Regions from separate parts of the Mus musculus genome. Here all the other regions are linked to region 6. The links are chromatin contacts, called in public Hi-C, HiChIP or PLAC-seq and promoter capture Hi-C maps. All regions are on one chromosome and are shown on one strand. The core of a region is the stretch at or near the end of the contact, and the rest is flanking DNA. Distances in the headings are between cores, read along the strand shown.

The links. Promoter capture Hi-C pulls out the DNA fragments that hold promoters and counts their contacts. A called contact is a pair of places that touch in the nucleus more often than the background predicts. HiChIP or PLAC-seq counts read pairs in DNA pulled down with a chosen protein or histone mark. Capture Hi-C pulls out chosen DNA fragments and counts their contacts.
Region 1: a contact with region 6 is called in a promoter capture Hi-C map of neural stem cells. The contact joins the promoter of 4930525G20Rik here to the promoter of Zfp58 in region 6. A contact is called at or near these places in 1 of 39 promoter capture datasets (neural stem cells), 6 of 484 Hi-C or Micro-C datasets (adipose-derived mesenchymal stem cells, bone marrow-derived macrophages, embryonic stem cells and 2 more), 8 of 115 datasets of contacts at active chromatin or transcription factors (bone marrow-derived macrophages, embryonic stem cells, memory CD8 T cells and 1 more) and 4 of 9 other capture datasets (adipose tissue, embryonic stem cells, liver and 1 more).
Region 2: a contact with region 6 is called in a promoter capture Hi-C map of liver. The contact joins the promoter of Zfp708 here to the promoter of Zfp58 in region 6. A contact is called at or near these places in 2 of 39 promoter capture datasets (cranial neural crest and neural stem cells), 2 of 484 Hi-C or Micro-C datasets (Sertoli cells and uterus), 5 of 115 datasets of contacts at active chromatin or transcription factors (bone marrow-derived macrophages, embryonic stem cells, memory CD8 T cells and 1 more) and 3 of 9 other capture datasets (adipose tissue, liver and macrophages).
Region 3: a contact with region 6 is called in a Hi-C map of Sertoli cells, with 4 times the contacts expected there. The contact joins the promoter of Rsl1 here to the promoter of Zfp58 in region 6. A contact is called at or near these places in 1 of 39 promoter capture datasets (embryonic stem cells) and 2 of 484 Hi-C or Micro-C datasets (B cells and Sertoli cells).
Region 4: a contact with region 6 is called in a promoter capture Hi-C map of embryonic stem cells, with 10 read pairs. The contact joins the promoter of Zfp493 here to the promoter of Zfp58 in region 6. A contact is called at or near these places in 14 of 39 promoter capture datasets (the 3T3-L1 cell line, the HPC-7 cell line, cranial neural crest and 7 more), 1 of 484 Hi-C or Micro-C datasets (embryonic stem cells), 7 of 115 datasets of contacts at active chromatin or transcription factors (bone marrow-derived macrophages, embryonic stem cells and memory CD8 T cells) and 3 of 9 other capture datasets (adipose tissue, liver and pancreatic islet).
Region 5: an H3K4me3 HiChIP or PLAC-seq map of bone marrow-derived macrophages shows a contact between it and region 6, with 5 times the contacts expected there. The contact joins the promoter of BC048507 here to the promoter of Zfp58 in region 6. A contact is called at or near these places in 20 of 39 promoter capture datasets (the 3T3-L1 cell line, 3T3-L1-derived adipocytes, the HPC-7 cell line and 10 more), 1 of 484 Hi-C or Micro-C datasets (embryonic stem cells), 6 of 115 datasets of contacts at active chromatin or transcription factors (bone marrow-derived macrophages, embryonic stem cells and stem cell-derived neural progenitor cells) and 2 of 9 other capture datasets (embryonic stem cells and liver).

What each region holds. Positions count from the first base shown.
Region 1 is chr13:67,829,145-67,833,626 of GRCm38.p6, forward strand. 4930525G20Rik (RIKEN cDNA 4930525G20 gene) reads right to left here and starts at 1,841. Exons shown (of 3, transcript NR_045194.1): 1 at 1,691-1,841. It overlaps Gm10037 (predicted gene 10037), which reads left to right and starts at 1,962. Exons shown (of 4, transcript NM_001309374.1): 1 at 1,962-2,009; 2 at 4,088-4,214. The coding sequence starts at 4,091.
Region 2 is chr13:67,079,756-67,084,038 of GRCm38.p6, forward strand. It overlaps Zfp708 (zinc finger protein 708), which reads right to left and starts at 1,790. Exons shown (of 4, transcript NM_001012448.2): 1 at 1,695-1,790. The coding sequence starts at 1,700.
Region 3 is chr13:67,170,667-67,175,324 of GRCm38.p6, forward strand. Rsl1 (regulator of sex limited protein 1) reads left to right here and starts at 2,516. Exons shown (of 4, transcript NM_001013769.1): 1 at 2,516-2,587. The coding sequence starts at 2,552.
Region 4 is chr13:67,776,339-67,781,001 of GRCm38.p6, forward strand. Zfp493 (zinc finger protein 493) reads left to right here and starts at 3,355. Exons shown (of 4, transcript NM_028402.2): 1 at 3,355-3,481. The coding sequence starts at 3,476.
Region 5 is chr13:67,861,593-67,866,181 of GRCm38.p6, forward strand. It overlaps BC048507 (cDNA sequence BC048507), which reads left to right and starts at 1,734. Exons shown (of 1, transcript NM_001001185.3): 1 at 1,734-2,331. The coding sequence starts at 1,914. The coding sequence ends at 2,183.
Region 6 is chr13:67,498,278-67,502,764 of GRCm38.p6, forward strand. Zfp58 (zinc finger protein 58) reads right to left here and starts at 2,245. Exons shown (of 4, transcript NM_001007575.2): 1 at 2,094-2,245.

The sequences.
Region 1 (4,482 bases), core at 591-3,090, 330 kb after region 6:
GAACTCAGAAATCCTGCCTCTGCCTCTGCCTCCCGAGTGCTGAGATTAAAGGCGTGCACCTCCATGCCCAGCAGGTGTCAGTATCCTGTAGTGATAGTGATAGTGCTTCTCGTGTGTGTGTGTGTGTGTGTGTGTGTGTGTGTGTGTGTGTGTGTGTGTGTGTGTGTGTGTGTGTGTTGTGGAGGCTTCTGGGCACCCCACACGGGGTTCAATAATAAAGACACAGAGACATCCATATAGTGTAAGGCTGTTGCATGGGGCAGTCCCTCATTTTTATGGCTCTACCTGGCCTCCTTGCCCTGCTCCATTCTGCTTCCATCCCTCTGCCCCAATTAGCAGCAGGACTGCCCTGTCCATAAGTTAAAGTTACTTTCTGGATAAAGTCAATGAAAACTCCAGGACCTCCCTGGGGCAACTTGCTCATTAACATGACAATCTCAGAGAATACTCCTTTTGCGCAGGAAGTGACAAATATTTACATGTACAAGGCAGGTTTTGTGGGTGATAGTAAGGACAGTACCTTATATCCAGCCAATGCTAGATGCTGCCAGCAGAGCTTAACAATTGAGAATGCAGGGGTATAGTTTCATTCATAGCCAGTAGTTACGATATCTGTGGGGGATAGGTCACCTCCCAAATCTAGGCACGTTGGGGCAGAAACAAAAGCAGACCACAGGCATAAGGCAAAGGAATCTCAGAGACAGAGGGAGTGCTATCTCAGAGGAAGCAGGCTTTGAGTTCTAGCAGAGACAACAGGCATTAGGAACCAGTAAAGCTTCTCTTAACTTGAGAAACAAACAGGTAAGGCACCCTCTGGCACAGAAATCATGGCTCCAAACCCCTGGACCTAGTGAGGTTGGTTCCTGGCCTCCATGGCTGGTTAGCTTTCCTGATGGCTGAGGTCTCAGAAAGATAAAGAAGTGCAGACCAGAAGCCCCACTCCTGCCAAGGCTGCAGCTATTGCTCAGGAGGCTCCTGCAGTCACCACAGGTGGACAAGTCCTGCCTCCCTTACCTCAGGATGTGAGCACTAAAAAGCAGCACTAAGTCCAATCTACTCACCTTGCATGGGGTTCCTTTAAGGTAACAGCACACTTAGCAAACACCCAAGGATCTCATGAGTGAGTGAGGAGAGAAAATGTGTGGTGGCGCATGTCTTTAATCCCAGCACTGGGGGGTGGGGGGTGAGGGTGGGGGTGGGGGTGGTAGAGGCAGGCGGATTTCTGAGTTCGAGGCCAGCCTGGTCTACAAAGTGAGTTCCAGGACAGCCAGGGCTATACAGAGAAACCCTGTCTCGAAAAACCAAAAGAAAAAATACTGGCAATATTTTCAACCATGGGATATGACCGTGATGAATAATGAGATTCAAAACAATGTCAAATGTGCCAGAGTTGAAAGCCTACTAGGAATGGGAGTGGACAAATATTTTGTAAGTTTATGAGAATTTTGCTGCCATCTCCAACAAGACATTCTCAGTGAGCGTGAGAACCAAAGAGGCATCAAGAGCCGCTGGGAGTTAAAAAATATTAATGAATCTTAAGATGATTTTCTTTCCCACATTAGTGTATTGCTTCCTTATTTAAAAACACAACAGGGTCAGCGTGATTCTTTTTTAAAGTAAGATTAAAATTACAACATATGGCCCAGAAATGACTTGTACTCCTAAGATTTCTGTCACAGACTCGACTCACATTCACGTTATCTCCTGTTGTGGATCCGGAGGGGGGAAAACCAGCCCGACTCCCCAAGAATGTGCTGCAGACTGCTTCTTTCCTTCTATTCTCTCTCTTGGGTTGCCAGGGACAAATTCTGGAACCAGAGAAATCACCTTCGGTGGGTTACAGAAATCCCTTCGCACGGACTTCTGGGAAATGTAGTCTGGATACTGTGACGTCACAGGGAGCTAACCGGTAAACCCCCCACTAGGTTTTTGCTTAACAGAGGGGTCTTCCCCAAAGTTTTGCGAGAGTCCTGTGTGGCCGTTACATTCCTGTCGTCTGTGATGTGGAGGTTGGTTCAGAAAACAACATAGCCTGGGTCTCTGTTCCCGGTTCTGTCTCAGAGGGAGCGAAACTGAACTGGGTGGGAGGGCAGAAGCTGCTGCTTGGACCTGCCTTGCTGTACCGGCTGGGACAGGTGACGTTGCATGTCGGGACGATGAGGATTGTGCCCTAGGTGATGGTTTCCTTTGGACACTGCGTGCTGCTCTCGTGCCCTAGAGATGTTAGTGATCCCCAAACACAGGATGTGTCCTTGGCCCACAATGGTTATTTCAGCCTGTTGTTTTGTTTTGCTTTTTGTTTTTGTTTTTTGTTTTTGTGTTTGTGTTTTAGACAGAATTTCTCTTGGTTCTCATGGAACTTACTTTGTAGACCAGGCTGAACTAGAACTCACAGGGATCTTCCTGCCTCTGCCTCCCTCATCTTGGGATTGAAGCTATTCACCATGACACTCAGAGTGTCAGCATGTTCTCATCTCACACTGAAATTGTTGAGCTATTTTTAAACTAAAAATACAGAGTTGTAACTTATAGAAGAAGGAGGCCAAATATTTTTTACCATGGACTACTGATGTCAGGAAGCCAAGGTTCTGGGCCTTCCTGAGTAATGGACGCTCTGGAACAGTGGGAGAGAGAGAAGCTTGCAGTCTTGTTGCCCTGAATGCTGGATGTGTATAAGGATCATGTGGGCTACATCTTAGAATCCGATAACATACTGTTTGAGTTGAGCACAACAATACTTAGAAAAATGATCAAAGCTTATCTATACAATTATTTTAAAGGACCCCACTAATACATAAACTGCTGATATTTTCATGTATAAATAAAAAAATAATATGACTATTCTCGTTGGCCAATCTGGGGCATTATTCAATAAGACATGAATATAGAAATTAAAAAATTTTGAAATAATTAGACAGCATAGCAAACATGCTGCTCAACTACAGCACACTGATACATGCTGTCAAATGTGTAAAACACACTTCAGAAATGTCACAAACATCAACCAGTACCCATTAGAGAAAACACAGAAATGGAACATGACAAGGAACAGTGAATTCTGTTCTATGTTAAATTCTCAGTATGATTAGTCCTTTGCATGCTGGTTTCCCCGTATGTTCAGAACCTTGAATGATATTAGTCTGTGAGTTCTTCCTTTAATGTTCTACCCCTTGCCTCCTCCATCTCCTGTCCCTTGTCACTGTGCTTTGTGTCGCTGCTGAATTCTGGACAAATGCAGAAACCCAGATGACAGCCAGAGCCACCTCATTAAAGTCTGTATTTTCATATAATTTCACATTCATGGCTGTGTATATTTAGTGTTGACAAGAACCTTCTCCCTCACCAGGACTTTCTGTTGTGAGAACTGTTTATTTGTGTGGTTTATAATAAGCATATGGCATTAAATGGATGCTTCTGTGGATGTATTTATTTTACATTTCACCTGTCTTCAATGTATAGAGCCCACATGGTTTTATAGCATCTTTTACCTTGTTTTCCTTTGAAGATGGGTCCATTGTGAGGTCATATGAGTACCTTTGATGTGTCTGAAGAATATTACTCAGTGATGTGAGAAACAGGTCTAGCTCTCTTTCATCCTTACAGAATCTAGATTTGTGTCCACAGGCACATGATGCCCGTGTAAAGGTTTCTACCACTGTGATAAAGATCATGAGGAAAGGCAATTTGGAGAAGAAAGGGTTCATTTCAGCTGACATCTTCAGGTAACAGATCATCACTGAGGGAATTCAAGTCAGGAACCAGCGCAGGAACCACACAGGAACGCTGCTTATTGGCTGGTATTCCATGGCTTGCTCAGCCTGCTTTCCTATACCATACAGAAACACCTCCCCGGTGGGATCCCACCCATATTGTAGATATCTTGTTATCAATACTAATTAGGAAAATGCCATAGGCTTGGCTACAGGACAATCTCCTGGAGACATTTTTTTCAAATATTCTTCTCTTCTCAAATAATAGTGTCAACTTGACGGGAGAACTATCCAGCAGAGTTCATCATGGTATTTAAATGATTTTAGTGGTTTTAATTAATTTAAACTGTGATATCATTCATTGGTCTTCATTTCAGGAAATGCTATCATTTAGGGATGTGGCCATTGATTTCTCTGCAGAGGAGTGGGAATGCCTGGAGCCTGCTCAGTGGCATCTGTACAGGGATGTGATGCTGGAGAATTACAGCCACCTTGTGTTCCTGGGTGAGCACTGCATCTGTAGAGCATTTGTATCTCACCATCAACATGCAGCTTCCTCACCTTGTAAAATGTCTTATAGGAGCATTTCATATCCTTAAAAAAATTAGGTTGTTGTACAGCTAAGAACCACTTCACTGTTTTTCTCTTTGTATGTTTAACCTTTCTGTGTTAGAAGTATCTTCTCCTATTAGAAATTCAAGGGCATGAGGCTTGGAGTACACTTATTAATTAAAATGCTTAACAATTCAGTTTTAATATTTCTCCCTTTAAA
Region 2 (4,283 bases), core at 540-3,039, 420 kb before region 6:
AAATGAGCTAGGGATTTAAACAGAGTTCTAAAGAGAAGAAACAAAAAATGGCTAAAAAATAAACATCAAAAAGTGTTCATCGTCCTTAACCATCAAGGAAATCAAAACAACTTTGAGATTTCTTCTTACTACAGTCAGAAAGGCTAAGATCAACAAAACAACTGACAAAAAAAATCCTGGGAAGGAGTGGAAAAAAATGAACCTCCCAGTCACTGTTGCTAAGACTGCAACTTGGTACAGCAACTCTGGCAATCAGTATGGAGAACCCACAAAAAGCTAAAAGAATAAGTCAACATAAGACTCAGCATATGCCCAAAGGACTGTATTTCCTGCTTCCACCTCCCAAATGCAGATGTAACAGGAAACAGCACAGCATACACTGATGTTTTATTTTCAATCATAGATCTGTTTAAGAAATATATTAAGTAAAAGTGTAGATAGACAGACAGATAGATAGATAGATATCAAACATCTATGTGTTGTGACCTATAATATAATTGTGCTTATTGCTGTATCACCTCTACATTGTAGGAAACGAGATTTAAGGTACAAGAAAATGTACTTTTCACACCTTAAACAGTGTAAAACGGCACATTCTTAGTTTCCTGCAGATTAGTGACATTAATTAGAAAATGTCCATATTTTAATGATTGTTAGATGATACATAGAAAGTATTGGTATTGATGTAGTTTAAAGCCCATGCTTCTCAGGTATAGATTTTAATGCTGTAAGTCAGTCTCCAGCACACAAATCAATTTGACTGAAGTGTGGCAAAAACAGTACAAATGTCAGGATGAGCAGCGGCTGTATACAAAGGGCAGGGTGAGCATTGGCTGTATACAATCACAGGACCCTGAGTGAGCCACAGCTCTTCAACTTCACTCTCAATCTTTCCACACAACACCAAATTTCTGACATCGCAGTCTCCGGTGCAATTGTATGTGGTAATAATCTCTAGTATTTTCCACTCTGCAGTGTTGTAGGATCAGTGATAGCTGGGACAAAGTTCAGAGTGCCCCCTCGATGAGATTTTTTTTTTTTTCCTCATACAGGTGTGTGAATGTGAGGGTTCTGTCACAGTGGGTAAAGGAGTGATTCCTATCCAAAGTGAGCCGCCCTGAAAACTAACAATTTATCACAAAGAAAACGGGACGAACATCCCATACACCAAACTCCCCCGCAGAACTCACTGTCCTGGAAACTATGAGCCACACGAACTCAAAATCAGAGTCCTGGGCCTCTCATTGAATACGGGAGGGCCCAGAAAAACCCACTTGCTCTAGATTTCCTGAGGGATCTGACAACAGCAATGTGAAAACTAGTTAACAGCAAGCTTCCCCAGCCAAGGTGGGGTATGAGCTCTCATCACAGCCTGCCTCTGGCACGGTCAGCCAAGCCACCCTGCTCTACCAACCCTAGACTTTCCAGTCTCCATTCTCGCAGTAGCAGGCCACCTCTCAGGTCCCTGAAACACATGATTGACTCTGTCAGCCGCTCTGTCCTAACAGAGCAATCACTCCTTGCACCGTGCGTGCGCCCCACCCCTGCACTCTGGCCAAGCCTAGGTCCGCACTGCAGGACCACGTGGGCTTCTCTCCGCCTCCCGCCCAGCCCTCCCCGGCTCCCTGCACCCCGGGCCCGCCCACCCGTATAGTTCATGAGGCCTGCAAGGCTAGGCTGCAGCCGGGACCAACCTCCATGTCGAGCGCGGAGCGCAAGCCACACTGTTCCAACTTTGAGAAAGCCGCAGAGTTTGGAGAAACACAAAAGCAAAATGAACCGGAAGCACAGAGGAGTAGAGTCCGGTCTAGCGGAGTCATGCTAAGAGAGACTACATTTCCCAGAAGTCTACGCGAAGGACTGCCCTGAACCAAAGTCAGGGAGAACTATTTATAGCCTGTCACTGGATTAGGCTGCTTTTTAAGTCTCAAATTTACAAAGGTCTTGTGGGAATATAAATCCAGCCTTTGACGGCAACTTGTATTAGGTTTACTTCTTACTCTGATCAAAGACGTTACCTAAAAAGCTCTGGGGTTCCTAGAGTCTTTTGGCAGGAGGAAAACTCATTGACTCAATTATACTAGATTTAAAATAAAAACCATCAGCAGCTCCTGCCTCCGGGTTCCTGCCCTCTTTGAATTCCAGCCTTGGCTTCTTCCAATGGACAGCAATCCAGGTTATGTAAACCAAATAAACTCTTTTCTCCTGTGATTTCTATTCTTGGTACTTGACTACATCTAGAATTAGATGGAATCCAGAAGAAATACAAGGGACACCTTTGAGGGATTTTTGTTTGTTTGAAGTGGGTGGATCCACTTCTAGTCATGACTTGTGAGGTAGATGTTGTGGGTTGCCCTGGTGCTGTTTGTATTCTGATGTTAATTCAGCTTCCTCAAGAGGGGTTGCCCCTGAGAGGAGTGGATCACATACTCAGGTGATTTCCTGTGAACCTTCTCCCCATTCTAACTGGTCAAATAAAGACTAGAGCCTGTGATTGGGCAGTGGAAGGGAAAGGTGGGGCTAGAGGTTTTAGGAAGTGAGGGAAGAGTAGGGAGCGAGGGAGGAAGAAGACTGAGGAAGAGAAGATAAGAGGAAGATGGAGCAGAACCACAAGGCCCTGAGAGGCAGCAAATAATGTGGGATCTCACAGCTGGGGAATAGAGTAGTGTAGTGATAAATCTGCTCAGTCTAAGCGTGCAGCTTGTAAATAATGTAACTGAGTTGTGTGGTTTTTGCATAGACTTATTGGGGTATCAGGGTTGGGGAATTACTGCAACAGGTGGAAATACATGCCTTTAATTCCAATCCTGAGGTGGGAAGATAACAATTTTAATCTGGACCACACCTTCTGCTGGAAGTCTATATAACAGCAATTTTCTCTTTTTTCTCTTCCTTCCTTCCTTTTTTTTTTTTTTTTTTTTTTCTTTTCCGAGACTGGGTTTCTCTGTGTAGCCCTGGCTGTCCTGGAACTCATTTTGTAGACCAGGCTGGCTTCTAACTCAGAAATCTGCCTGCCTCTGCCTCCCGAGTGTTGGGATTAAAGTCATGTGCCACCGCGCCCTGCTATAAAGCAATTTTCAACATGCAAGTTATGACCCCTTGAGGGTCAAACAACCCTTTTCAGGGGTTGCTTAAGATCATCTGCATATCACATAGTTACATTACAATTCATAACAGCAAAATTAGTGATAAAATATCAAAAAATAATTTTATGGTTGGGGAGTCACAACATGAGGAACTGTATTAAGGGCTCACAGCATTAGGAAGATTGAGAACCACTGCTACATAGATACGGAAGATGGAAGCTTTTGCTCTTTGTCTGCTTGCTGTTACCTAGCAAGTCCGTTCCCTCATGGGCATTATAGCTACATCTTTGGGATTCCAGCATATACCGAGCACCAGCTTGTGGACTGAGCAAACTACTGGAGTCTTAGACTTTCTATGCTCTGCTCTGCCAGCCAACATCAGATTAGCTGGACAACAGTCTGTAAGTCATTTGAATAAATCCCCCCATACACACACACACATACATACATACATACATACATACATACATACATACATACATACATACATACATTTTATAAGTTGTTACTCTAGAGAGCCCTAATACACTCCCCCAACTCGCTTTTGGTCATGATCTTTCCTCATAGAAATAGTAATCCTAACTAAGACAGAAGTTGGTACCAGGATTGTGGGGCACTGACCAGATAGACCTGACCTTATTTCAGGGAGGATAGTGGAAGGATTTTGGAACTTTGGGCTAGAAAAGCTCTTGAGTGTTCTATGGGATCCTTCAAGATAAGAATCTTCAGAGAAATACAGAGGACAAGGGTTGTCAGGTGAAGATCCAGACAACCAGAGGGAAGTGTGAGAATCTCTCAAAGACTCTGGGGGGGGGGGGTGGGTTTGAATATTTTGAGTTAAGCATCTGTGGTTCTTAGCTGGAGCTGAAGAATCTGCTGTGATTAGCAAGAGACCAGAAGCACTAAAGTCAAACCTTTGTTTTACTGGGATAATTGATACTGGAGAACGTTATGTAGTTCATGTCCACCAGGAAAAGACTCCCAGACTCGACTCAGATTATTTTTTGGGCAATTGATTAAAGCTGCTAACAGGACCACAGTCTCTAACCCAAATGTGCCCAGAGGTGGGGAAAATAAGGCCTTCAAAGGCAAAAACCATGAGAGCTGTTCTGCTCTGTCAAGATTAGGTGATTGATCAACGTTACCTCAAAATAGAGTTTGAATGACTGTGTAAGCAAGTTAGAGAAATCAAATCAG
Region 3 (4,658 bases), core at 1,266-3,765, 330 kb before region 6:
ATCCTGACACTACTTTGCTTTTATAGTATATGAATGGGTCAGTGAGATTATATAGCTCAGTCCCAGCAGCCAAAGGATCCCTTTGGGCAAGTGTGGTAGGGAGTTACTAGGTTTAGACTTTTGACAAGACCATAAGGGGAACTTGGTGCTGGGCATGAGTGCGTTGAGAAGCGGACATGGACTTTCGTGGAGGACCACTAAAGCAACCTCAGCAAGGACGTTGGCATCTCTCCTAGAGCCCAGACAGGAGAACAGAGGAACTCTATAGCTTCCAGTTGCCTTAGTTCTAAAGTGAGCTCAGACAGTGGCCCTGAGGAACAAGTGTAAGAAACAGAACAATAGCTGAGACAGCATACATCAGGTGGATTTTTCAGTCATTCACTGCAGCATCCACAGAAATGGCATAATACATGGATTTGCCTGAACTCAACATCTTTAGCTTAGATGTTAGAAGGAGATGCAGGGAAGGATTCCCTGTCAGCAGTTTGTCTACTTACTAGAATCTTTACCAGACAAAATACATCTTTACCTACCTCCTTGGAGGACCAGAAGCACTAGGTCGGGTTTTGGTGACAGCAAATACATTCGTCATTTCGGGACACTTTGGCTCCGACTTGATCTGGTGTATAAAGCCAAACCCACAATTGCATCATACCAGGGCAGCCCAGCCCCTGAAACTTCAAGTGTCAATTCCCTTGGGTCAAACAATTGAAACAGTGGATCTTCCAAAGCTCCAGGTTTGGAGGCCGCATGGCAACATTTTATCTGTACTATTGGTTAGCTTGGGTGACCAGTTAGATAAAACTCAGGCAGAATGGAGTCCCTTTGGCTCCTTTGGTCCCTTTGGAGTCTTTGCAATGTTTGCACACATCTGAACATCTGTGCACTTTTCTGCAGACCTAAGTATGAAATCATTGTGAAAGACTAACATTACACTTAAGTGCATCTCAAATCGCTTACGCTCATGCTAATGAAACTCATCCCAAGAGCTCTTTGTGAAGGATGAAAAATTTCTCAAATGTTTTCCTATCACATACTCAATAATAAGGATTTAAAATGCATGCCTTTTGTGGATACAGAATTCAAAGATTAAACCATGCCACTGGGATTGTGTGTTTAATACCTTATCAATAAGTTTTCACAATTTTGTGGATTCAAGATTTTTTTCCTTTGTTCTTTGATCTTCTGTACCGATGTTTCTAAGCGTGCATTGCCTATCATCACTTGGTATGCTCACCCTATATATTTCGATGGATAAGTAAAATACATTGATTGAACTCTTAAGTCTATGCTTATGTAGTCTTAGAGGCTACTTTGGGTCTGTGTTCCACAGTGGAGTAGACTCCACTGCAGCTGATTTTTTAGTACCTGCCTTTAGTTCACAGGATCTAAGGAATGGACAAGGCTTTGACTCCATGTGATCCCCTGGCTGTTTTGTTAGCAGCCCCATGTACACTGATTTCTGAGGGCTCTCAGAAGGAAATCCTAGTTGCAGGCTACTCAACTATTGTGGTGAGGGTGTATACCACTTTAAAATGTTTGTGCTCTGTACACTCTTGTTTCTACAGTACAACTCAAAGCCTTGTGCATTTATGTCTCACCTGCATACAACAAGTAGGGGAAATGACTGGATGTGTGACCTGCTTTTATTACAGACACCTTTCTACCAACAGATCAACAGTAGTAGTCTCTGTTGGACATAGGTAGCCTGTTAGCTGGTTTTAATCAATGCCTCCATGGGCTTCTTGTTGATCTTCTTTCCAATGTCTGAGAGTCCGGGGCATTAACTCAGGACAAGAGATTTAGAGGAATGTTAGATACACACATGCTTGGGTGTGGCATGGGGATGTCAAATTTTATCTTCAGAGTCAACCTCCTTGGCCTGCTCAAACAGCATGTGTTTCTGTATGTGTAATATTAGCAATGCCCTGGAGGAATTGTTTCTATATATTCAAAAAGTAGAAACACAAACAACAGTATACAAGTTTGTTGGGGCAGACACCAAGCCAGCTTTGTATCCCAAGTCCATTTGTCAAAAGCCACTGAGGAGCTAGGAGCATAGTCAGGAACGCCAAGGCTGGTTTCAAACATTTTATAAAGTTAGTTTTCCTTGCCACGTTGGTTAGTGTATTGCTTTGTTTATTTAACGAACAACTAAGTCAACGTGCCCCCCGTCCCGTCCCCCCCCCCCCGGCCAGGAAGTAGTAATATTAAAATTACTACTAGAAATGACTTGTAAGCCAAAAGTTTCTGTCAAAGGCTTGACTCAAATCCATACATCTCCGATGTGGTTCTGGGGTCGAAAACCAATCTCATTACCCACAGCTTTTCTGCAGATAAGGCTTCCTCCTTGCACCTTCAACTGTGTGTTCCCATCCACAAAACTCTCCAAACAGTAGACTTCACCCACCCTGGGTTCTGGGATTTCCTTCGCACAGACTTCTGGGAGATGTAGTCCGCACCACTGTGACCACTGGGAGCCTTCCAGGAAATCCCCTTCTGAGTTCAGGTCTGTACTCGTGCGTCTTTCTTAAGGTTGGGCGGAAATCGTATGCGGCTATCTATTCCAGTTGTCTCTGACAAGAAGGTTGGTCCAGGCAGCAGCGTAGCCTGGGGCTCTGTGCGGGATCTGTGTCAAGGAGGTTGGTTCAGGAAGCAGCATAGCCTGGGGTTCAGTGCCGGGAGCTGGGCTCTGTCTTGGAGGGAGCGCTTGAGGACTGGGTGGGAGGGCGGAAGCAGCTGCCAGGACTGGCTGTGCTGAACTGGCTGGGGCCACTGAGGCTGCAGTTTTGGAGTGAGGGGACTGGCCTTTTGGGATTGTGTCCTGAGTGAAGGTTTCCTTTAGAACACCGAGAGCAGCCCGAGTCTGCCTTGGTTCTCTGGTACACTGGAGCAGCTTGGTAGTGGAGGACTAGATTGCAAACTAATGGTGATGAGCTGACTACCTGCTCCTGAGAGAGTGCCAGAGCTCACAGACCTGCATTGCTGGAAGCGCGCGTCCCTGGCTGCCCCCATCTCACCTGGATGCTGCCAGAGTCCTTTGTGTCTTTAGAGTAAAAGGGTTTCTGGTCCCCGTGTACTCTGTAGCCAGCTTATAGCAATGGCCTTGAGGTCTGACTGTGTTCATTTTTCGCTGCCAGTAAAGAATTAAGAGAGGAAAAATCCGAGTTACAACAGCTGTCGTGTTGGGGAATTCTGGGACATAGCCAACATATCTGTCTGAATGCACGGAAAATCTTGGACTAGGGTTGAAGAAACACATGCAGTGGACACACAGGCAGGAATGTCTACAAGGCAGAGTGGGATCAAAAGGAGCTCACACCATGTTTCACCTTGAGGGCTGTGTTTACTAAACTTGACAGGACCTCCATCCCTACTTTACAGTTGAGAATTTTTAAAAAAATATTTATTTATTTATTATATGTAAGTACACTGTAGCTGTCTTCAGACACTCCAGAAGAGGGTATCAGATTTCATTACAGATGGTTGTGAGCCACCATGTGGTTGCTGGGATTTGAACTCAGGGCCTTTGGAAGAGCAGTCGGTGCTCTTAACAGCTGAGCCATTTCACCAGCCCCGAGAATTTTTTAAAAAGAGAGTGTCCGCTTGGCCCCAAATGGTTCCGGTCAACATGACATTATCAGGGCTTGGACTTGTTGAGGAAGTTTATGGACATTGTGTATATTTCTGCCATTGTTTCTGTTATCTTGTAACTTTGCTTCCCATGGTAATATGAGGTATAAAAGGGCGGTGAAAAATAAACTCGAGGCTGCTGTGGTATTGACCAGCAATCCTCCCAAGTCTATTTCTTGGCTCTGCATCTTTTCTGCCTCTCCTGTCTTTAATCCTCACTCCATACTCAGAGACTCTTTGACTCTTGACCCAACCTAGGAGTTGCTGCTTCGTGATCTGTGTTGTATGTATTTTAAGCACTGTGTAGTATAGACAGGCTGGTAGGGAATGGGAAGTCTGTATTGTTTGGAACCTGATCAGGAATCCAGCCCTCTCTTTGCCTCTCATGTTGACTTCCCACCAATGTCCTGCTAATCTTTAGATCTGCCCAACTCTGAAAATATATCTCTGTCACTGTCAGGAGATGCAAGAGTTCTTAAAACATCTGTGCTGTCCTTTCTGTTGCTCTAGACTTCTTCTAGGATGGGCTTCCATTGAGTGGAATGTAACCATCGGGCTCCCAGTTATTGGAAGAATATGTAGTAATTGTTAATGGGTGGAAGTGTTCCTGCCTCAGGTCAGACATTATTTGCATTTCTTCCCCATAGAAAGTGAATTTTGCAAGTCTCTGATTCCCCTGCAATGTTTGCTGTTAATTGTATTGGCTAAAACCCACACAAAACGGTATCCTGTTTACAGGTCCCCGGACCTCCACCCCAGAGGCTCACAGGAGATTGTACTCAGGACAGCAGACAAACACCCATGCAGAATGGAGGAAGCAGTGCTGGCCAACATAGGGAGTGAGCCCTGCAGTTAATTCTCCATAGTGAGCATGCTCTGATTCTCTCACAGAGAGTTGTTTTTGTCTTTGCTCTGCTCTGGGCTCCTGCCATTCTCCACATTGCTGGTTTTCCCGTGGCCTTGGTGATGCAAACATTAAAAAAAGTGTAATCTGCTTTTTCATACTTGTAAAGACAGGATCTTTC
Region 4 (4,663 bases), core at 2,105-4,604, 280 kb after region 6:
AATTCCCTTCAAAGGGTCAGCCGGATCTTTAGGGTGAGAGTAATTGCGGGACCTAGTTTCCCACGGTTTGGTCTCTCACATAGAACCTCTTTTGTAATGTTTTTTTGTTTTGTGGACAAACAGATGAAAAGGTTTGAGATGTCTGGAAATTCTAGACGTGCAGCTGAAGTAAGATTTGTTTTTAAAGCCATGGATGTTGTTTGTTTTAGTCTTAGGCTAGGTTAGGGACACAGTGCCCCATTTTGTGCTGGTGTATAGTGGCCTTGCTCTTTCCACAACCTCTGGTATCTAGAGGCAGTAATGCATGGCTACACCTAGGAACTCTGGAACCTGTCTCTCATTCTTTGGAGCTGGGATCTGAAGGATTACAGCAATCCTGCTCTAGAAAAGGCTCCTTTTGCCTCCTGTCAGCTGATAGCCAAATGGGTAACCTCTGATATGTAACATTGGGCTAAGCCAACATTCTGTAGCCCAAGGTCTGTAACTCTTGTAGCAATCCCTCAGTGGCTCTTTTTATAATTTAGTTTAGTTTTAGAGGCTATAGAAGGTCATTTGCAAATTGGAAGAGTGTGGTCCTTGGAAACCTATAACACAAGGGCAGGAAGTCACCACTTAGTGGCTCTTCATACAAGGTCAGAGAATTTTTAAATCCCTGGGGATGCCTAGTTCAGCTAAGTTGCCCACTGTAACCTTCCTCTGGGTCTGTCTATTTAAAATAAAAAATAAAAATAAGATAAATACATTCTTACTTCAAGGAGGAATAACTGGGACACAGGTAAAAAAAATCTTAAAGCAAAACAAAGCTTCAAAAATTTTAAATATGTCAACATCTAATTATCTGGGATTCACTTATCTTCTGGGATCCTCCAAGGGGCATGGGTCACTTCTCTGGCTCCATTCTCTGCAGCACACAGAGCTTGTCTTCCACACTTGGGCTAGCTAGCTCTACTCCACACCTACTGCTGTTCTTGATGGTCATCCTTTTTTTTTTTTTAATTTTTTATTAGGTATTTAGCTCATTTACATTTCCAATGCTATACCAAAAGTCCCCCATACCCACGCACCCCCACTCCCCTACCCACCCACTCCCCCTTTTTGGCCCTGGCGTTCCCCTGTACTGGGGCATATAAAGTTTGCGTGTCCAATGGGCCTCTCTTTCCAGTGATGGCCGACTAGGCCACTTGATGGTCATCCTATGGTACAGGCATATCCAAAATGATGTGGTCTTCTGCTGCACGGACTCTTCCTTCTGATAGTGCTTTGTGCTTTGGTTTCTGACATGATGCTCCCAGGAATAAATATTCCTGCTAGGAGTTAGGAGGACTCAATACTCTGTAATGCCAATCTGGCTTTTTCCAATGAACTCACTTGATAGTCCTAGGAAGCTATTTCTGATAGCCTTGCATCCAGGGAAGAATCGTTCCTCTGTCCTGATTTGGAGGAACTGAGGGAAGTTTGAGGCATATGCTCTTGACTTTCTAACCATTGTCATATAGGAATAATTTCAGGATCCGAAAAGAAAGGAAACTGATGATGGCAGATCAAGCAAGCCTCTGCATGGGGAATTCCAATCGATGATGGAACAGGAGTCATTGCACACACAGTATGATCCCTGGAACTGTGTCCCTCCACTTGGGAGAGGAGCAGGGGAAGTAAGCATGAGCTCCTAGCACACCTGCTAGTGAATACTGTTGGGTTTGGGGTGGAAGCTGAGAAAACTCACTTCAGATATGAAAACTTAAAAAATGAAGCTTTATTTTCAGAGCCTCGAGGAGGCAGTCACTTTGGAATCTGAACTGCCTCCCAAAGGGAGTTTGAACAACATTTTTAAAGGATGGGAACACAAAACAGGGGGGACCAGGGGAGGGGAGCTGCACTTTTAACCAATTGTATTTTGACATTATGGGTTAAACAAAGGAGTACCATTGGAGACTGGGCGGTATCCAGGGCACTTGGCTTCAAGGTCCTTAATTCGTTCTCCTAGACATTAGGTCTGGAGTGGTTAGGAGCTTAGAGTGCTAAGGAGACAAAGGACTGGGTCAGCTGTATGTAGTATATATGTGTGTGTGTAAAACCATGGTTTAAATAATAGCAATCTCTCTCTCTCTACACACACACACACACACACACACACAGCTGTTAACAAATTAAGAAAACATTTGGAAAAGTGAGTGATAGCTGTTCTTTACGGGCCTGGGAACATGAACTTGTATGACCCTGCCAGCAAGATGGAGAAGTTGCCCTTGAGATGGCTGGACTCAGACAACTGTTTAAAACAGAAGCTATTCAGCTATACGGAAGTCCCCAGCTCCCCTAGGGCCTGGAACTATGAATTTAGTTTCTCTCTAGAATTTAATGAAATCTGAAAGTGAAATCGTCATAGTACTTAGAATACGTTTCTTTTCTTGTCCCCAACAATACTTGCCTGCATTCATGAAAAACCAGGTAGAAGAGGATGAAGCTCTTGTATAGCACAAATTAGTGGATGAACATGTGTGCACTCTACTTACAGACAGACCAAAAAAAGATCCTGAGATAAATTCAGGATTTCTTCGTAAGTTAACATCAGAGAGCTGGATGTTTAACTTTGTCCAATGATTTAAAACAGCTGTGTCCCTGATCCATGCCCTTCACTGTATGGAAGTTTCCAGTGTTCACATGAAAACGTTATCCAGTTGTGGAGTCTTATCCATGTATGGCTCACACAGGTGAACAAGGAGTAGTTATGCATATGTAATGCTTGGTATTAAGCCAAGCCTCCACTGTAGTCAAGGGCTTTACCCCTTGCTCCCTAACCCTACTTGTACATTGTATTTTGAAACAAGGTCTCTTTATTTGGCCCAGGTTAGCCTTGGATTTGGGATCCTCCTGTCTTAAGTTCCTGAGCAGTTCGACTACAAGGAAGGTCACATATAGTTATTTTATAGTAATATTGAATCAGTGTGAACTTTACATGTAGAAGATTCCATAATAAGTACACTTTTGAGTTTAAATCGCAACATATTGAACAGAAATAAGTTGCAAACCTATTAAAGGTTACTGCCAAAGGCTCAATTTACATTTAAACGTGTCCTGTACTGAATTCAGCATTTCCCCCCCCTCTCTGTGTAGCCCTGGCTGTCCTGGAACTCACTCCATAGACCAGGCTAGCCTCGAACTCAGAGCCTGTCTCTGCCTCCCAAGTGCTGGGATTAAAAGCTAGCGCCGCCACCACTGCCCGGTTTAAATTTAGCATTTTAAAAGCCAACTGGCTCCCTGTGGTTGTACCAGGACACAAACTGACTGCTTCCTCCCAACCCCTTACACTCTAAGGGATTTCTTTCGCATAGAGTTGTGGGAAATGTAGTCTTGCCCATATGACGTCACAAGGAGCCAGTCAGGAAACCACGTTTCTACTCTCGGTCTGCATAGTTGCATCTTTCCCAAAGTTGAGCAAGAAAAAGGTCTTGCTCAGTACTCGGTTTGCATCTCTCACATGGAGGTTCGTCCAGGGTGCAACGCTGCCCTGCAGGCGTGAGGGTCCGCGTGGTGATGGGTCCGGAATGGATGGCGAGGGTTTGTGGATGGGAGGTGGGAAGAAGCGGACTTGGGGGTGCTGTGCTGACCTAGGCTGGACCAACCCCACGTTGGATCCAGGTCAGAGCTGCGGAAAGGGCAATGGGGTCGGCTCTGAGAGTGACCGTTTTGCTTGCACGAGGCTACTGCTGGAGTCCACCCTGCGCAGGAGAGCTGGCTCAGGACCCAGGAGTGAGAACTGCTGGAAGTCCTGGCAGGTTTCACCCTGACTGGTGTCTGATGACAGCCTGAGGCTATGACTGGGAGCGCACTCTCCTGCTTGGCTGGGGAAACTCTGCTCTCTAGCTGACTCAGGCTCACATGGTTGTAGTCAGATTTCTCAGGAAATCTAGAACCAACTGGGTGTGTGGTGCTTTCTTTACTTTATAGCTGGCCCAGGACTCTTGGAGTTGACAAAAGTTCATAACCTTGTTTATTTGCAAGTGAAGGGAGTTTTGGGAGGGCGGTTGGTGTTTGGAATGTTGGTTCCATTTTCTTGGTAATGAACTGTTAGATTTATGAACTATTTTGAATAGAAGTCCTTCGCGATCACTGTTGTGACGTCAACCCCAAGACTAACACTCCTATATGAATGAGGGCAGAATAGTCCCTTAAAGGGAAAGATTTGAGTTTTGTGTCAACCAAGTAGTTCACTCTGTAGTGTAGAGTGAAAAGTACTAGAAAATAATAGATCAGCCAGTACCTTCGGAGACTGCGTTTGGACTCCTTTTCAAAATGGAGAAACAAATTGGTGTGAGAATAGGCGTGGGTACAGGGCTGTTGGTTACAGGTGAGAGGGGGCTGAAATGTCTCTGGGGGAGGAAATAATACTGCATCCTAAGAGGTCGGTCTTCATCGCTCTTTAATGGCCAGCTGTTCTGTCTTTGCATATCATCTGCAGTGTCTAAACTCACCTAAACCAACTCTTATCGAAGAATGTGGCATCTAGGTTCCCTAACCCTCCCCAAACAGTTCTAGACAAACTCACCCAAGTACTTACAGTGTGTCAGAGAGACAAAAAGATGGAATTGAGGAGCTCTGATCACTCAGGGCCCTGTGACTGGCACCTTGTAAGCACCTTAATGAAGCCAGCCTTGAACTCCTAATC
Region 5 (4,589 bases), core at 484-2,983, 360 kb after region 6:
ATTTCATGGAGTCATTTCCTCAAATGAGGGCCCTTTCTCTCTGATGACTCTAACTTGTATCATGTTGACACACAAAAGCAGCCAGTACTGAGGTGGTGGGCCAGGAACATGAGATTTACAGGCTGGCCCTACTTCCTGTCTGTGCTCTGCTTACTGTGTGTGATGTGTACTCTGACCTGGCACTTCCTGCCACCATATCATCCCTGCCTGCTGCCTTGTCTTCCCACCATGGTGGAATAATCCTGTTGAGCTGCAAGCCAGAATAAACCCTTCCTCCTCTCGTTGCTTTTTATTAAGCATTGGGTGATAGCATTGAGAGATGTAATTAATAAGACATGTACATATTTTTCCTGGAATTCTGTGCCATAGTGAACATATTAAACATTAATAAGTGCTTAAATTGCTATTAACTCTTTGTTTTTAAATGTAAAAGTTAGAAAGGAAAAGGGGCCCAGAATGGGGAAGAGATTTGTTATTTCTGTCTGTCCTCTTCCTCTTCCTCCTCCTCTCCCTCCTCCTCCTCTTCCTCTTCTTCCTCCTCTTCCTCCTCCTCTCCTCCTCCTCCTCTTTGTTTTTGGTTTGTTTGTTTTGTTCTGTTTTGTTTCTGTTGACATAGGTTTTCTCTGTAGCCCCAGCTGTCCTAAAACTGGCTCTGTAGACCCGGCTGGCCTTGAACTCACAGAGATCCATCCACCTGCCTCTGCCTCCCAAGTACTGTGATTAGTTGAATGGGCTGCCAAAGCCAGGAAGATTGCTCTTTTCTGCTAATCAGTGGCCCCATTTACTGCTGAGAAATGATAAGAACTAAGAGCTTATAGTAGTTATAAAGTTGGGGGTATCAGGCATGAGTCACTTGCAAAGGCTCGGAAATTTTTCTTGCATATCTGTGGGTAAATCTTGCTCTCTTAACCTTGTCTGGGAACTTGCAATTAACCAGAAGCTTCAAATAAGTAAAATGGGGGGAAAAATGGTAACGTAGGTACATCCAATTCAAATTGAAATATGATCTGAATCTTTATATAATTTCATGTATTAGCCAGGGCTGTGGGCAGTGTGCGGATTTTTCTGTTGCGGGTGGTTTGAGAATGTTTTCAGCTGATGCACAGTGCCATCTTCAGGTCTGTGAACACAGCTGCGAACATGTCAGCAAGGTATGACAGCAAATGTTATGGGTTAATTGAATCTTTCAGGAATATGAACACAGAGCTCCGGCGTGTGCCCGTATTTGGAAACAGGAGCATCACAGGTATAACTAATTAAGATGAAGCCATTAGAGGTTCATCAGGTCCCGCGTGTTTAAATCAGTCTTTCTGAAGTTTCTTAGGGAAATACGCTCATTTTTCCCCCTCGTGAAATAGACACAGTGCGCCGGGCGTGGTGGCGCACGCCTTTAATCCCAGGACTCGGGAGTCTGAGTTAGAGGCTAGCCTGGTCTACAAAGTGAGTTCCAGGACAGCCAAGGATATACAGAGAAACCCCGTCTCGAAAAACCAAAAAAAAAAAAAAAAAAAAGTTTTGATTTTATTGGAGAGTAGGCCGGTTCATTTAAAATATTTCCCTCAAGCAACAGCAGTGTCTGCTGCTTCCACTGCATTTCCTCACACATGTGAATTTCTGATTCATGAAAAGCCAGGTCTCCAGGGTTCGGCTCCCCACCTCAGAGGGTCAGCGGGTAATTGTGCAGTCACAATGAGGCGGTTTCTTGCTTTTTGTGACAAAATAAACCACCTACCAAATGGCTCCTGAAGGGGTAAAGAAAAGGTAGCAAACGCATACAGTTAAATATTTAGCTAAGAGATGCGCCACGGCTTCGGCTTCAGCAGGGACCGGCTGTCTGCTGCTGCTGCTTGAGCACCGCCAGCATCTTCCCTAGGGGCACGCAGCGGCCGATTGGCCCCTGCTCCGCGGTAACCATGTGCGATCGGAAGGCAGTGATAAAAACTGTAGACATGTCGGAAGAGATGCAGCAGGACTCGGTGAGGTGTGCTATCCAGGCGCTGGAGAAGTACAGCACAGAGAAGGATATTGCGGCCCATATCAAGAAGGAGTTTGACAAGAAGTACAACCCCACCTGGCACTGCATTGTGGGCCGGAACTTCGGTAGTTACGTGACGTACGAAACCAAACACTTCGTCTACTTCTACCTGGGTCAGGTGGCCATTCTTCTCTTCAAATCTGGGTAAAAGCGTGGACTGACTGCATCCTAAATGTCAAATACCAGAGTCCGGATCTTCAGCCTTGTTAAGGGAACGCCTCGTCTGAACCTGTTGTGTTCTGTAGAGGGCCTCATTCTCTGTACAAGTTTGTGGTTATAAAATTAGTGAAACAGCTTACATTTGTATTTATTTTCTAGCCCATACTTCTGTACCCTAGTTTTTTCTCCCTTAGGTCATTCCTTTAAAAATAAATCTGGTGGAGATGCCATAAAAAAAAGAAAAAAAAAAAAAAAAGAAAAATCTTAACACGGTTGCGCATGGGAGGTGGGTGTGGCGGGGGGCGGCGGGGGGGGGGGGAGATTAAGTTCAAGAAAACAGACCAGCCCTGTTTTCCTTCCTTTTATTTATGAGTTTTGACCTTGAATAACAACTGTTGGCCTTGGAGCTATGTTTTCTCTATAAGAAATATGCATTTGTCTTTCAAATCTTTTAGGATGGTTATAAAGAGATTGAATGTAAATCCAGTGTTGTTTGTTGAAGTCTATCATAACACATGCTAATGAGATCACTCATGCCCACCGAGATAGCGTCACTGCCTGTTCAGGCCACAAGATACTTCTTATGACAAGACACTTGAGGTATCTCCATTTCAAAATATTATTAACAGGGCTGGAGAGATGGCTCGGAGCTTAAGAGCACTGGCTGCTCTTCCAGAGGTCCAGAGTTCAATTCCCAGTATCCATATGGTGGCTCAGAGTGGCTCATAAGCATCTATAGTGAGAATTGGTGCCCTCTTCTGGCCTGCTAGCATACATGCAGGAAGAATGCTGACTACACGATAAATAAATAAATAAATAATCTTTAAAAATATTATTGGCAATTTAAAATATCTTCTAGTGTGTCTTTCTTTACCCCTCCCTCCCTCCCTCCCTCCCTCCCTCCCTCCCTCCCTCCCTCCCTCCCTCCCTCACTCCCTCCCTCCCTCCCTCCCTCCCTTTTTAAAGCTGAAAGGGAGAGATTTAATATGGCCACACTGGGAAGAGGAGCAAAGAAAACTGTCTTCCCTAAGTCCATAATTGGGGATCCTAAGGTGAGGATTTCATCAATGGATGAAAGCCCCTGTAACCCTGGGAGCCACTGTCACCTACTGTATTGTCTGAGTGGCATTGTTTCTGTACTGAGAGCTAGAATGGCATCTTTCATATTTATTTCCTGTTTATACCTTGTGCCCGTTATACCTTTACCACAACCAAAGTTTTGTTCTTGTGGATTCATCCATTCTCTGTGGTTTTAATGAGCTCCGTGTTAATGAGGTCTCACAGTCAAAACAACCATGCAAAGCTTTGAACAGAGAGGAGTAATGGAAAATAATTAGGATCTATTTTAGGTCCCTGGTCTGTCAGTGTCAGCAGGAAGAGAGGGAACAGACTCTGTGTAATGAGCAGAGGACATAGCTCAGCAGGGAGCCGTCTTAATGAATTTACCCAAGCTAATCTGGAAAGGCTGGACAAAGAACAAACTTAGACTCCTGTGTGTTTAACCACTGAGCCTGTTTTATTCGAAGCTTGGTTTTCAGGCTTTAGAAACCGTAGTCTGTATGAAGAAAGTATATACACTCAACGTTGGGGCTTTTCAAAAAAAATTATGAGATCATTTGTTTCATAAACTTAGTTTTCCACTTAATCAAAATCTAAATGTTGATGCTACAAATGGAACATTTCAATAAAACAGGGAAGGAATGCTGTAAATGGGTATTTGAGGTGTGTGTGTGTGGGGGGGGTGGCGTAGCAACAGCTTTCTTCTCCTCCCTCTTGATTAAAAAAAAAAAATCCAATGTGGTCAAGTTTACTCACTCTCACGGTTTCCTGGACTTTAGTTATGTAATGTTATAGCTGATAGCCTTAGATTTTTTTTTTTTTTTTTTTTTTGTGGATAGCATGATGTTGGAATGACCAAGTGTGACCTTTACCACAAGTAAGCTTCTATGGGAGAGGATAGTCTATGACATGTCTCCTCCCCAGCTCTGGTAGGGAACTTTGTTATCTCCAATTCTCCATCTCCCAGAGGCCCTAGTTTGCCTTTCAGCTGACAAAACCCAAGTCTGACCACTGATAAACCACAGGGCTTTCAAAGCTTTGTTTCTTCAAATGTGTGTGTTGCTTCGAAGGAAAAAATGGAATTAAGAATCTCAATTCTTTGACAAATCTTTAAAGTTACTTAATATAAATGTGTACTGGTGTCTATACGAAGTAAATAGGCTGCTTACGTTCATGCTCAGCTAAAAGATCAGCAATAAGTACTTATTTCTAAAATAATACCTTACTACTCTTCAAAAATATTTAGTCAATTACTATTTGAAATACTATTTTAAACATAGATTTCCATAATAGAGCCAGTTCTGGAAATGGCTCAGTCGTTTCTCTGGCATGACTA
Region 6 (4,487 bases), core at 995-3,494:
TTATCTCATGCATACGTATTTGGTTTCTATTCAATTCTGTCCAAATAACATCTGTAATTTTTCTCAATGGCCTCTGACATCATCACTTAGACGACCAAGACCTGGACGCCATTATCCAGCATACTTCCCCTTCCGAGTTTCCAAGAATGGCCTGTGTTACACAGCAAGGTTAGTAGCAAGCAAACCAGTAATGCCACTTGTCAAGCCGTCACTTGCACATGTTAGCATACACCAAAAAGATTCTAGAAGAACCAGGTGGGACTGGACACTACAGGGCACTAACGTCCCAACGGAAGGTTCCCAATGGAACCTACTTTCCCAAGAGGAAGGAATGACATGTTGTTTTACTGGTTGTCTTAGTCAGGGTTTCTATTCCTGGACAAAACATCATGACCAAGAAGCAAGTTGGGGAGGAAGGGTTTATTCAGCTTACACTTCCACACTGCTGTTCATCACCAAAGGAAGTCAGGACTGGAACTCAAGCAGGTCAGGAAGCAGGAGCTGATGCAGAGGCCATGGGGGGACTTTTTTTTTTTTACTGGCTTGCCTCCCCTGGCATGCTCAGCCTGCTCTCTCATAGAACCAAGACTACCAGCCTAGAGATGGCACCACCCACAAGGGACCCTCCCCCCTTGATCACTAACTCGGAAGGGGAAGTATGCTGGATAATGGCGTCCAGGTCTTGGTCGTCTAAGTGATGATGTCAGAGGCCATTGAGAAAAATTACAGATGTTATTTGGACAGAATTGAATAGAAACCAAATACGTATGCATGAGATAAACTTGAGAAACACAGATTTTCATTACTCTGTCTTATGGGGCTTTAAAAGTTGCAGTCATTGAGAAAATGCCTTATAACTGGATCTTGTGGAGGCATTTCCCCAACTGAAGCTCCTTTCTCTGTGATAACTCCAGCCTGTGTCAAGTTGACACAAAACTAGCCAGTACACTGGTTGATGCCACATGTAAATCTGGCTCTCATTCCCCACGTGAGGAGCAGGAGCAGGGTTTCTGTTTTGGCTAACTAGAGATGCATTCTACACACTTTGATGTGCAGTGTAAGGAAGGAGAAGCCATGCAAGAGGCAGAAAAGCAAGGGAGGGGTGTAAACCACTGTGGCTGCTTCAGACAAGGAGAATTCCAGAATGGGAATGAGGTCCGTTTACCTTAAATTACATAAATGCATAACGTTCTTTAAGTTCTCCCTCACCCTGCTGACCTCACACAAACGCTTAGCAGCCTAAAACAAGGTGAGCTTTCCCCCCACTGCTCCGGGGGTCCCTGCTAATGGACTGGCTCAAGTTCAAGACCAGATCGAAGAATGTTTGTACAACAGTTGTGGGCCAAGTAGACATCCTGTCTTTCTTGAAAAGTAATCAACCAAAACTTAGGGATGGAACCCTTCAAAGGCTTAAGAAACGCCAGCCCTGAAGGTGAAGCGGGACATCAGCTTCCCCACCCCTCACTCTGCCTGCCAGTGGTTGCTTCTCTCCATGTGCCCACCGCACCTGTTTTCCCTCAGCCCTAGTCAAAGCTTTTCTTTATCAGGTGATTCTGGTAGATTTGTCCACGGTGCCCCAGAATTTCCCAGCTACGACCTGTTGTGTCTCTGATTTTTTTCTTACCCGTTTAATTCACCGACTGGCCGAGAAAAACGATGACAATCCTTGATCATACCGGCGTGCTGTGAAACGCTCGAGAGGCAGAAAACCCACCTATTTTAGATGAACTGAGAAAACCTCAAGATTCATCTGAGAGTGAGGTTCAGCTAGTAACAAAGTCTCCCCAGCCAAGCGGGAAAGTGAGCTCTCAGCACCGCCTGAGATGCAAGTTCGTCAGCTGACCCACCAAGCCTGATCTTTACACCATACCCCACTCCCGTGCAACCATCCTGCACTCCTGTCCCAGAAGCCCACGGTAGACTCGCGTTGTGCTCAGAGTTCTGACAAACATCAATCAGGGCACCGTCAGACACGCCCTCTCCCCAGCCCTGACCAGTATCTTTATGGACCAGAATGTAAGGACAGCGCAGGTCAGTTTCTCCCGACCTCCCACCCATCGCTGCTCTACTCGCTGCCAGATGGATCCCCGCACCTCGAACAATGCCTCAGGCTGCGCTGCTCCCTGGACCAACCTCTACGTCAGCGATGCAACTCGAGAGCTGAGCAGGACAGCACTCTCACCCAACTTTGGAGAAACAGCACACTTTCAGACTCAATTAAATACTGTTTCCGGAGCAGGTCCCTGTGACGACACAGTGGCCAGACTACAATTCCCACAAGTCTGTGCGAAGAATTTCCCGGAAATCAGCTAGGGCTGTTCCTGGATTTGTCACTGGCAACCCACAGGAGTGTATGAGAGAAAGAAGCCTACTATGCTTGACAGCCATTGGGAAGTCAGGCTGGTTTTCATCTCCAGATCCACAACATGAGATATATGAATATGAGTCGAGCCTTTGACAGAAATATTAGGGTTTCAGGTCCTTTCCTGTCCATGTGTTGTGATTTTAATCTTACTACTCCTTGAAAAAAAAAATCAGCACGACGAAGCAATCACTAGTGTGGGAATAAAAAAATATCTTTTAAAGATGATTTTTCAAACCAGCATTGATGTGCCTTATTATGCTCTTAGCTGCCTGGTGGCTTATGGAAGAAGGACCCAGGATCCAAGGTTGGATTGGGCTATTTATAGAGACCTTATTTCTAAATAAGATGGATAGGGAGCTAGTTTAAGGTAAAAGCCTTTGGGTGTAATGGCTTTGGCTCAACACTATGCTACATAAATAATTCTTGTTCTTCTGTACTGATACCCGGTGTGAGTCATATATATATCAGATTCTACAACTGGTAAAACTATTCCTGTGAACATTGGAACCCATACAGTACAGGAAGTGGGCCAAGACCACACAGGTGGTTTTAATAATTGAACAAAGTTAAGTTCAGCTCTTGAGATGAAAGGAAAGACCATCCAGAGACTGCCCCACCTGGGGATCCATCCCATATACAACCACCAAACCCAGACACTATTGCATATGCCAGAAAGATTTTGCTGACAGGACCCTGATATAGCAATCTCTTGTGAGGCTATGCCAATGCCTGGCAAATACAGAAGTGGATGCTCCCAGTCATCTATTGGATAGACCACAGGGCACCTAATGAAGGAGCTAGAGAAAGTAGCCAAGGAGCTAAAGGGGTCTGCAACCCTATAGGAGGAACAACAATATGAACTAACAAGGATCCCCCACCCCAGAGCTGTGCAGGACCCTTCATTAATGTATCCTTTACAGGGAGGCACATGACCTGACTGTGTAGTTTTATCTAGCTCAGAATGGTAACTCCTTTAAAAGGTTGTTCAATGGACTGCATTATATGACGTTATACATAATCCAAATATTTCCCAAGTTCCTCTCTACAAAGCAGAGGTTTTCTATCCATGTATGCATATATGGAATGTTTCCTATTTACCTATGGAACTTGTGCCTTTTGGCTGTTGTACTGGCTGGTTTTGTGTCAACGTGACACAAGCTGGAGTTATCACAGAAAAAGGAGCTTCAGTTGAGGAAATGCCTCCATGAGACCCAGCTGTAAGGCATTTTCTCAATTAGTGATCAAGGAGGAAAGGCCCCTTGTGGGTGGTGGCATCCCTGAGCTGGTAGTCTTGGGTTCTATAAAAAAGCAAGATGAGCAAGCCAGGGGAAGCAAGCCAGTAAGGAACATCCCTCCATGGCCTCTGCATCAGCTCCTGCTTCCTGACCTGCTTGAGTTCCAGTCCTGACTTCTTTTGGTGATGAATAGCAATGTGGAAGTATAAGCTGAATAAACCCTTTCCTCCCCAACTTGCTTCTTGGTCATGATGTTTTGTCCAGGAATAGAAACCCTGACTAAGACAGCTGTCCACCTTCTGGACTACTTTGATGATTATTCTTTACTTGGTTCCAAGTCATCTGCCTATGCTTCACATGCTGATAATACTGAAAGTCTCTCTCTCTCTTGGACAAGATTAAATTGAGTTTTTATTTAGCAATGTCTAGCTTGTGAGCATTCTAATTCAAAGAAATAAAAAAGGCATCATAGAAGATCCAGCTCAGTTTTCTGCTCTACAGATGTAAGTGGTAGAGGGGAAATGCTTTTAAGCATGCCCCACTTGTTATCTTGTTCACACTACAAACTGTAAATATGCCACCTCATCACATACATCCTTGTAAATAGAGGCACCCTTCCTTTTCATTCTTCTAGTCTCTGTGTCAGTTTCCCTTTCTGTTGCTATCAAGAATACCCTGACCAAAAGCACCTTGGTCAACACCAAAGTGATTATTTGGCATACAGGTTATGGACCACATCAAGAGTGGATTCTTTTTTGTTTTTTGGTCAGCTTAATATAGGGTAGTTATCTGGGAAGAGGTACCTCTAATGAGAAAACACTTCTATCTAGATTCCTAGGGTATTTTCTTGATTAATGATTGATTCTTGATGTGTTAGTGGGAAGTAG